Regions from separate parts of the Mus musculus genome. Here regions 1 and 2 are each linked to region 3. Evidence: chromatin contacts called from public promoter capture Hi-C data. All regions are on one chromosome and are shown on one strand. Each heading gives the region's core, a stretch centred on a gene start, on an enhancer-like site or on the middle of the called end of the contact. The rest is flanking DNA. Distances are from core to core; before and after follow the strand shown.

Region 1 (3,445 bases), core at 228-2,727, 680 kb after region 3:
TGACCCCTTTATAGGGGTCATCACAGCTCATCAAAGAGCCAAGCTGGACCAGGAGGGCGTGGAGAGGCCCTTAATCTTTATTCAACACTTGAATTCTGGCACCCTCACTTTTTCTCAGGGAATCTCACAAAGCCAAAGTTCCTAAAGTAGTATGGAATAAAATCACTGAAACCTGATAACCAAAGGAACCAGGAACTGCCTCAATTTTATATGATATAGTAAGTAGTAAAGAACAGCCAAGAAATTAACAGTTGGCCTCACCCCCCCACCCTGAATTAATGTGAAAAAATAAAACTGGACATGTTTCTGAGCAGGAAAACCAATAGGCTAGGTAGATGTGAACATATACATACATATATGTACATGTTACAAAGCTATATATAACACAAAGGCTATATAATCTCTACAGACAAGGTCTACATATAATATAGGCAATATCTACATAAATCACTGTAGAGGCCATCTATGTATAGTGTACTTTAAATTACTGAATCTGAACACGGTTATAAGAATCTTATAAAGGAGTGTTGAAGACACCGTCCTTTACAAATGAAGCGCTCTTTGAGGAGCTGATGATCCCAAAGTGGCATTCTATCCTGTTTGTGTTTATTCTGAAAACATGTTGCTTAAAGGCTTTTTATTTGTTATTTATTTGAGCTATTGGGGATTGAACCCAGGGTGTTTCACATGCATGTCAGAGTTACACCCCAGTCCTCTGGACTTACTTTGTAAAGGAAAGAACTTTCTTAATTTTCTCAAGACCTACAAGATTTTAACTGAAAAGGGGTGTTATGACTCATATTTGTTATCAGTAAGTGTGGCTCGGACGCTGGAGGGTTTCAAGGTTATCCTCAGCTGTATGTGCTGCAGGCCAGCCAGAGCTACAGACCTCACAACTTTAAAAAAAAAGATATAAATTTCTGACAAAGGCCTTGATTTACCGGTTTCCAATTTCAATAAGACTGGCATGAAAAATACAATCACTTGGCGCAATGCCTGTGAACCACACTTAATGCACCCTGGCCTGAGACATCTAACCCACCTGCTAGGTATTAAGATAGGTGTGGCATGCTGGCGAGCAGGGATATGGCGGGAGGGGCGCTAGTAGGTGTGCAGGTTAGTGTACGGTATGAGCTCGGACACATGTCTACCTCGAAACGGAATGGTGGGAACCCTCCAAGCTGAGGTTCCCGAACCCGTGGCAGCGTACAGCGGCTGCGAGCCGGAGACAAGATGACTACCGTGGAGGGAGAAACAGCAACAGAAGAAGGCACAAGAGGGCGGGACCGCGTCTCACCCGGCCATACCTACCACTAGGGCCAGCGAGCCGCGCGTTGTGGCGTTCTCGGAGACCTCCATCGCGCGGCTCCACTGCCCTTTTCCTGCAATCGCAGTCCTGCCTAGGAGGCCAACGCATGCACAGCAAGCTCCAGGAGGCGATGCACAGACTGGACCGCTTCCGATTGGTGCAGAGCCACGTGGCTCGCTAGGGACTTACGGGTATGGGAGGGCTGTTAGGGGAACAGCCACGTTCTATTGGTGTAGAGACACGTCAGTCAGTAAGGGAAGGCGGTCCTTCGAGCAGAATGCTCAGGGAGGCGGCCCGTCGGTGTTCTCTGGATGGTGGAGCGGGAGGGGCGAGCCGCCGTTCTCGGCGGGAGCAGCTCGGGCGAGGGGTTCCGGGGTGGCCAGAGCTGAGTGTGTGGGCGGGGCCTGGCCGAGCAAAGGGTTGGGCTTCCGGAGTCCGTGGGCGCCCCTGGCTTTGCGCCTTCGTCCTTCTCACTTGCCTCTGTGGCTTCTTGGCCTGCGGAAGTCCTCCTGCCCCACCTGACGGAAATAATCGCAAACTGAAGTCCGCAGCCAAACTAACGTTATAAAAAAACTTAAGAACGGGGGGAACTTGTGGGGGGACGCCACCCTGTGCAAGTAGGTGGTTACTTAAAAATCCCACCGCAGGTTGGGCCTATGTAACTTTAAAAAGGAAAATGCCAGTAAGCTTAAAGCAGGCGACATTTCATCAGAATCTTGTTTGGTCTGACTGCTCCAGACAAGGAGGAAGGACCCCCTCCTGGAGGAAGGTTCTGGGTCTGGACTGGGTCTGTCTGGAGTGAGCCAAAGGTAGATAGTTCTCATGGACCCAAGGCCCTCGTGTGGCCTGCATTAGGACACATGACGCTTGGTCAACGCCAGATAGTTGAGTTCCTATGCTACACAGAGATTCATTGTCCCGGGGGATACTGGGGAAGGAAGTGTTCTATGAACTGTGGGAGTCCCAAAGTTAGGCATCCCACAGAACCAAAAGGTTTCACTAAATTACTTCCAAAGGACGGGTGACAACCTCTGAGCTGCGTGGAACCCAGATATTGATAAAACACCTGATTACTTAATGTAGATAACCCATGTACATTTTGTTTCGTTAGTGCTTTTCTAACTTAATGCTTGTGTCTGCAGTTTCTCCAAATGGTCATCCTACAACTAGAAATATATTTTAAGATGGCATATTTTGGTCATCCACACCCTCCATTTGTGAGGGGTGACACTGAGGTCACCCACTGGCCTTGGCACCAAGCAGCCCTCAAGAGTTTCCACACTTAAAAATAGCAGGAGATGGGTGGAAGAGATGGCTCAACGGATAAAGACAGTTGCTGCCAAGCCTTAGAACCCGACTTTGAGCCCTGGGACCCATGTGGTATCAAGGAGAGAACCTACTCCCACAAGTTATCCTCTGACCTCCGAACATATAGGGTATGGTGCACAACCCCACACACCCCCAACACATGCGCAAAATAAAATGTAATTTAAAAATAGCAAGAGCTCTCAGCAAAGCTTTAGACTGCAGTGCTTTTCAAAATCTTGGTTAATTTATTTTATGTATGTGAGTGTTTTGCCTGCATGTATGCGTGTGTGCCACATGCCTCCCTGGTGCCCATGAAGGTCAGAAGAGAGTGCCAGATCCTCTGAAACTGGAATTACAGACAGTTGTGAGCCACCAGGCAGGTGCTGGGACTCAAAACTATGTCTGCAAGAGCAACAAGTGCTCTTAACTGCTGAGCCAACTTTCCTGCTCTGGGCTGCTGCTCATGCATTCAAATTATTATTATTATTATTATTATTATTATTCTTTCCTCAGTAGAAAACAGTGGCCTACTTTTTCGCTCCCCAAAAGGAAAGAACCTACACTGTCCCTGGCAGTTCTGCAAAGGAACCGAGTACCCTTAGCAATCTTAACAGCTTAACTTCTGGAGATGCAGTAGTGCCCAACCTCTTTCCACAGTCTGTTCTAGGCATTGCCAAACTTTTTCCTACCTGTATAAACAGGGTGTCCACCCTCTTCCACGAAGCTGGAGCAGAGCTATGATGGGACCTTTGCAGGTCACTGTGAGAGAACAGAGCTATGATGGGACCTTTGCAGGTCGCTGTGAAAGCTCTCTAGCTCACCTCACAT
Region 2 (3,627 bases), core at 746-3,245, 610 kb before region 3:
TGTTCAAGCTGGCTGGGCACAGCACAGAGGGTAGACCTCCTATGGCCCCGTCTGGCTTCTCAGGGTTCCAAGGACTGTCTCTCCGAGTCAAGTCTACCACACAGAGGTCTGAGGGAGTGCTGTGGTACACGTGGCCATCCCTGTCACAGGCAGCACAGAGCACAGGCCCTGGGAGGCAATACTCACGCAGCTCCGGCACCAGATTCCCTGACTCACTCCAGCTGGCCTTGATGGCCAGTGTCCGGCCCTGGTGACCAAGGGCTACTAGGCAGTCAGAGTGTTCATGCTGGCCAGGCAGCAGCTCTCCTGCTGCTTCCTCCTCGTGTGGCTCTGCCCTCAAAGCCCCAATGAAGATCACAGGCTCCTCTAGGTGGTGGAGGATCTTGACCAGGACCTTTGGGTCACCAGGGGCTAACCCAGAAGTAACCAAGGCCTTCAGGACCACACAACAAAGCTGGCCATCAGGGAGACCGCAGAGGATCACAGGGGACTGCAGGAGGGTGGCATCGACTCCAAAGAGTAGACCAAAGAGAGCCTCCTCCAGCGTGAAGCACCCACAGCCCTGGGGGTGACCATGAGGTGCCCTGGAGTCTGGTGGGAACACGCAGCACAGCACGGGCAGGAAGCGGGGGGCTGCAGGCTTCTCTGGCACCCCACCTGGTGGGGTGCAAGTGGACAACTCCACCTCACCAATCTGGCCTCTGGGCAGAGGCTCCTCCCCTGCACAGGGACGCTCAAACAGCTGCATCTTCCACTGGGTGGGGCCCTGTGCCAGGGTGACCAGCATATCATCCAGCACGGTGAAGGCACAGAGGGCAGCGTCAGGGAGGACACACGCATCCGGGTCCACATGGATCACAGGGTAGGGGGGAGCCGCTTCCTCTTTGTCCTCACAGGCCTGGCTCCCAGACCTTCAGGAACAATGGAAGCATAGTCAGTATTGGGTGGGGTAGACTCACACCGTGCTCAGCAGTAACCTGACTTGCTCTGAGTAGGCTAGGCAGGAGACATCACAGGCCATTCAGCAGGTAGGTCTCTCTCTCTCTCTCTCTCTCTCTCTCTCACACACACACACACACACACACACACACACACGCTTGACACAGGATCAGCCAGAAACATAGCTCTGCAGATCGAGGCAGCTTGGGAACTATTCCCAAGGCTGCCTGGGCTGTGCACGGTGAGTTCTTCCAGCACAAGCCAAGGGACACGAGCTTTTGCCACTCACTGCTTGCCAGAGACACCGTCTTCTGAGACCCACTTCCAAGAGGTCTTGCCAGGCACCGGAGGGCAGTGATAGCGGTGCTCCTGGTTGCAGACTTCACTACCTGAGCCTCAACAGCTAAGAACTTCACAAAAGCAGACACAACTGCCACGCCTGCATATGCACAGGTACTAGAGAGCGGGAATGGGCGGCCTAGACCGCAGTCCTCTGCTTCCTACCCCAGTGTGTTGTCAGTGGCCGTCAAAGGGACTACTACTGGGACAAACCTCTCACAACTAGGAGGACATGAAAGCCGGCCTCCCTGGGGACCCGACTTGTCACTGGCCGGCCGCGTGGGGCCACGCCCCCTCACCTGTCCAGCGAGTCCAACGACAGGCAGTAGATGCCAGTCCGGGCACACAGGACGTAGAGTGCCCTGCGGATGGCCAGGAGCTGCAGGTGCCATACCTGGTCGGGAAACTGGTACACCGCCTGGGCGCCAGGAGAGCGAGGTCAGGCGAGGGCACACGCGGCCCCGGCTCACCTCGGAACGGCGCCGCCCGCCCGCCCTCCCGCCCTCCGCTCACCGTCAGCAGCCCGCCCTCCTGGTCATACACATAGACGAACTCGCGTCCGGTGGACAGAAAGACCTCAGCCTCATGCCGCAGCACAAACGGCTTCCCCGCCGCTCGGCCTCCGAGCGGGCAGCAGAAGTCCGACAGGTAGTGCACGCGCGAGGAAGCGCCCGCCATCCTGCGGGCGCCGGGCCAGAGCTCAGCCCGGAGGGGCGGTGCCGCCTCCAGGCTTTACGGCCGCCCACGGCGCGGCGCGGCCTCCGCCGTAAAGCGGCCGCTGCGGAGGCGTGGCCGGAGCCTGCTGCAGGGGCGGGGACAGTTGCTCTACGGTCCGCTAGAGGGCGGGAACGCCCCCAAACACCGTGGCTTAGCAAAGAGCCACAACGGGAGGCACAAAGCCAGAGGGTAGCCAAATAATGCAGTCCTGCAAGTTCACTGGGGCCCGCGTCAGGGCCCTTGCCTCGGATCACCTACCTGTTGAGCAGAGGTTGCTCTGGTGCAAGGCTTGTATGCAGCACTTGCCCTGGCACCGTTTTGTGACAGCACTTGAGAGCACCACCCGTATAGCACGGGGTTTCAGGAGTAGGGTGGCACAGCACACCATTCAGTCCCTTGATAGGGAAAAAGGTGCTTCAGGCCAGCCATCCAGAAGAGCCTTTGCTCCACTCATGAACGCGGCAGGATGTGATTCTACAGCAGAGGATGCTGAAAACCCTAATGAGCTGGGTCTAAGGGAAACCACATTTTCTTCAATGACAGCTCTTCTTGGGGCTCCCTGAGGGAGCAGGCGGAGAATCCTACCCTGGAATGAGGCTCCAAGTACAAGATGAAATACTACTCTTCCAGAGCACTCATCAGAAACTAGACACCACTGCCTATGCTTCTGAAGTGGCAGCTACTCGGAGGGCTGAAGGCAGGAATACTTGAGTTCGGAGCCAGCGCAGGCAACCTTGACTCTTAAAAGAACGTTCATCTGAAAATTACAGCGGACAAATCTACAAAGGTGTGTGGGGTCACAACCAGGCACAAAACGTCCTGTGAACTTAGAGAGCATAGTGTAACCCTAGTGTAGATGTCAGAACAACATCCTGGGGCTGGAGAGACGGCTCAGCCGTAAGAGCACACGCTGTACTTGCAGAAGACCCAAGTTTGATTCCCAGCATCCACATAGGGAAGCTCACAACCCCCAACAGCTCCAGGGGCTCCTACATCTTTTACTAAGGTATTTATGTGTACAAAAGCATACGATTAAATAAATAAAAGCTGTGTGGTGGTATACACCTTTAATCCCAGCACTCAGGAGGCAGAGGCAGGTGGATCTGAGTTCAAGGCCAGGCTGGTCTACAAAGCTAGTTCTACAACAGCAACGCTTATGAAAACAAAACAAAACAAAAAACAAAAAGCTCTGTCTGGAACTGGACACCCCCCAGCCCCAAATATTTATTTCTTAGGCTTTATAGTTGTAGCCTGTCTGTGCTTCCAGAGTACTGGGAATAAAGGCACAGACCACTATGCCCAGCTGTAAATTAAGTGAAAACAAAAAAACAAAAACCAACTTTAACCCAAGGGTGAAGCCTGGACCTATTTTATCATTTCTGAGTGGTCTCTGAAACAGATCTGAGCCCAAGCCCCAGGCTGCTCTGAAGACACCTTGAGTGGAAACAAGTGGGAGATGAATTCTTTGCAGCATCGGAGTCACCTCCAGGGTTGGAAGCATCGTCAGTTTATCTTCTGCACACCAGGTTCTAACACTCAGGACTGTCCTTACAAGGCAACACATCCATGCCACACCGGTGGACTGTGGTTCTGGGCACAGGAACAATGCACTGGGAGCAGGACAATCGCTTC
Region 3 (3,262 bases), core at 283-2,782:
GGCTCCAAGTTCTCAAGGGGCTTTGGAATAACATAATTCTACTAAGAAATGCAGGGGGAAGTTTGTATTTAAAAATCCCCAACTATCAGGTTTAAGCAACCCTAAGCAACCCTCATGTCTACCTTGAGAATTCTGAGAGCCATCATGAGAACTTCCTTCCACACCACTTCTCTCCCCTCTGTTCTGCCTACATCTCGACATTGAATGCATCTGCATTCATCAAAACTTCATTCCTGTTGATTTCCGGGTGTCCAGTAGTCAACTTAGATGCTCAACATATCCTCAAGACCCCAACCAAACCAAGGCCTTTCAGGCCAGGCACAGGGAACATTTTCAGTCCTGATTTGGAGGAGAGTGGCAGCCAGGAGGCTATGGGTGATCCCTTTAGCGGGTCAGCTAAGTGGAGATGCCATTGTGGAAAAGAGCAGGCCCAGACTGCTCCAAGAACCCTCAGAAATCAGCCGGTCGTTTCCCCCATTTCTGACCGGGACACTCCCCACCTCCACACTACATCTGGCTTATTTTGACATTTCTCCCCCACACATGAAAACATCCAGGACGCCACTGCAGAGCTGAGGAACAGCACCAGACCCTTGGCGGAGCAGAGCATGGCCTTTGTTTACTGCGGTGACCTTAGGTGGGGGAGGATGCTGACGCCCGGCCCAGGCCCTGCCCCCTCCGGGCCCCACCCCCAGCCTGCTGCCCTCCCCTGCCCCGCTCTCCCCTCCCCCTCCCCGCTGTCCCCCCCCGGCCCCCGCCCCCAGTCCTTTTCCCACGCCCTCTGACACCCCACCACCGAGGCCCGCTGGCCCCCGCCTCTAGGCCTCCTTCTTCCTCTCCCGGGTCCCCGACCATCCCCAGACACGCTCCGAGCTCTGCCCCCCGGCCTGCAGTCCCCAAGACCGGCCTGTCCTTCCAGCCCTTCCCCGCACCCCACCCCGACCCGCCGCGCCGCGCCCAGCCCCCCGGCCGCGCTCGCACAGCGGCCGTTGGTGTCTGGCCGAGGCCGGTGCCCGGGCCCTCGGCTGCGGGGATGCCGAACGTCCACTCCGGCCCTCCGCAGGCCTCGGCCTGCCGGGGACCCCGCCCGCCGATCCGCAAGGCCCCCGGGCGCTCGATGGCGCCGGGCCTCACCGAGATAGATGTCTCCGAAGGAGCCGCTGCCGATCTTGCGGCCCAGTCGGTACCTGTTCCCGACCCTCAGCTCCATGGCAGCGGTGCGGCTCGCTACTGCCCGCCCGGCCGCTTCCTGGGTCTGCGCTCCGGGAGGCGGCGCCGCTGCTGCCGCTACTGCGGGTCCGGTCCGACTCCGCCCCCCTCACGGCCCCGCTTTCACCATCGCTTTCCGGTCGCCCCGTCGCTCTCAGCGCCTCAATACGGGGCGGATGGGACAGTCCGAGCGCCGCCGCCGCTGCTCCGGCCCTTGCCGGCCCCGCTCGCCCTCTCCCCGCCGCGGATGGACTCGGATCTTCCGGGCCTAAATCCCCCTTCAGCTGCCTAAAGGAGCCGCCGCCATCGCGCTGTGACGTCACTTCCCCTAGCAACCCAAGGGGGCGGGGCCACCGTGCTCGGGGGCGGGGCTTGGCTACTTGATGGATTGCGCAGTCGCAACCAGGCCTGTTTCTCTGTCCCAGTGTCCACCGTTCCCGCAGGATGACTCCAGCTGGTCTCTTTGGTCTTCCCATTTGTCTCCAATAGAAGTCCGAGGAAGCTAAGCCATGTGTGGTAAGAAATGCCTGTAGTTCCAGCCCTTGGGAGTTCGAGACCAGCCTGGGCTATAGCGACCCTGCCCCTAAACAGGCAGAGAGAAGCCGAATAGCAGTTCCTTTTGTAGACCCCGGGAAAGGCCCTTTACAGATAGGGGAAAAGGGCAGAGAGGGCGGTCCAGGCCTAGCTCTGAGATCACAGGTAGACAGTTAGCTTTTGTAGGAATCACCAGTTGTGGGCTTTGAATGGTGCAAAACGTGCCTGCTGCTGCCTGCCAGCTTCTTGCACACAAGGGTGGAAGAAAAGAGGTCTTCCTGGGACCCACTGTGGGCAGGAAGGTCAGTGTTGAGTTCACTGAGGGTGTAGAGGGTATGTCTCAGACTCTGATCGCTCTCCAGGGCTGTCTGCCTGGAGAGAGAGTCAACATTTTTATCTGGTCTGCATTGGATCTGCATGTTCCCCTGGCAAACACAAACATGAATTCTGAAGTTCAGGCTGACGGCCAGCTTCCAAGACTTGGCTGTCCATTCTGACCACTGAGGAGGGACTCTGGAGGAGCTACCACACAGGAGGTGCCCCCTAACCAGGAGGGGACAACCTTCCAAATAGATGCTTTTCTAGGCCCACTCTCACCCAGCCAGAAACACGAGAGTCACAGATGAGTGTAATGCTTCTATTTGGTCAGCTAGCACCCGTAGCATCTGCACAGGGTATCACGCTGCATGACAACTCAGCAGCCCTGCAGAAGCACGTGGAGCTGACATGTCTTCTAGTCTCCCAGCTCCACCACCCTTCCTTTTGGTGGTCCTGCAGTGCCTGCCTGCACACAGTTGGCAGTCAGGTTGGGGAGCATTACACAGCCGGAGACAGAAGACACCACAAGGCAAACTGAAACCAGTGGTCACTGAGCGGCAGGTATGGGAACTGCCTAGCTTTTTAGTCCAGGAGTCAGAGCCAGATGCGGCCAAACTAGTAAAAATAATCTTACTGACAGAATTCAAGTATAATTTTTTTTCTGTTGATGAACAATACCTAACTTCATCTGAGAAGCCCCTATATTGAACTGAAAACAGCAAACCTGGTATCTGGCCTAACCTCTCTCTTACCAACCTCGGGCCTGATCTTTGCCTAGCGGTCTTCCCTCTGGGAGCACCTGCTCTGTCTGGAATAGAGAGCCGAGGGTGTGAGCTGCTGCGTGCCTAGGGCTCTGCACACCCTTCTTATTACTTGTATACAGGACAGTCAGCTGATAAAGTGACCAAAGTTCTTGCTGCGTTTTACTTACTCGATGGTCAGAAGGAGGCAGTGCACGGAAGAGGCCCCAGGCAGGATCAATGCTCTGGGTTTTGAAGGTCATTTGCAAGTGTCCTGTGCTGGGGTTCTTGGCTTCTCATCACAGTCCCTTGCTGCAGAATGTGTGTGCCAAAGCCATCGCCATCCCCTGGGCATGCCGGGCAGAGATTGCACTGACTGAGATCATGGTGGCTCTTCACCACGGGCACCTCTGAAGTTTAGGTTCTTTCTATACTTACACAATCTACCCTCTCACAACGCT

What was found. Promoter capture Hi-C pulls out the DNA fragments that hold promoters and counts their contacts.
Region 1: a promoter capture Hi-C map of neutrophils shows a contact between it and region 3, with 3 times the contacts expected there. The contact joins the promoter of B3gntl1 here to the promoter of Csnk1d in region 3. A contact is called at or near these places in 2 of 39 promoter capture datasets (erythroid cells and neutrophils) and 2 of 115 datasets of contacts at active chromatin or transcription factors (bone marrow-derived macrophages and pancreatic cancer cells).
Region 2: a promoter capture Hi-C map of pre-B cells shows a contact between it and region 3, with 2.6 times the contacts expected there. The contact joins the promoter of Faap100 here to the promoter of Csnk1d in region 3. A contact is called at or near these places in 2 of 39 promoter capture datasets (erythroid cells and pre-B cells) and 2 of 115 datasets of contacts at active chromatin or transcription factors (pancreatic cancer cells and pro-B cells).

The regions. Positions count from the first base shown.
Region 1 is chr11:121,671,674-121,675,118 of GRCm38.p6, forward strand. It overlaps B3gntl1 (UDP-GlcNAc:betaGal beta-1,3-N-acetylglucosaminyltransferase-like 1), which reads right to left and starts at 1,478. Exons shown (of 13, transcript NM_178664.5): 1 at 1,312-1,478. The coding sequence starts at 1,359.
Region 2 is chr11:120,376,751-120,380,377 of GRCm38.p6, forward strand. It overlaps Faap100 (Fanconi anemia core complex associated protein 100), which reads right to left and starts at 1,996. Exons shown (of 10, transcript NM_027980.2): 1 at 1,792-1,996; 2 at 1,578-1,696; 3 at 1-911. The coding sequence starts at 1,956. Nploc4 (NPL4 homolog, ubiquitin recognition factor) reads right to left here. Exons shown (of 17, transcript NM_001195023.1): 17 at 3,048-3,627.
Region 3 is chr11:120,989,801-120,993,062 of GRCm38.p6, forward strand. Csnk1d (casein kinase 1, delta) reads right to left here and starts at 1,533. Exons shown (of 10, transcript NM_027874.2): 1 at 1,135-1,533. The coding sequence starts at 1,210. LOC115486436 (a long non-coding RNA gene) reads left to right here and starts at 1,564. Exons shown (of 2, transcript XR_003949839.1): 1 at 1,564-3,262.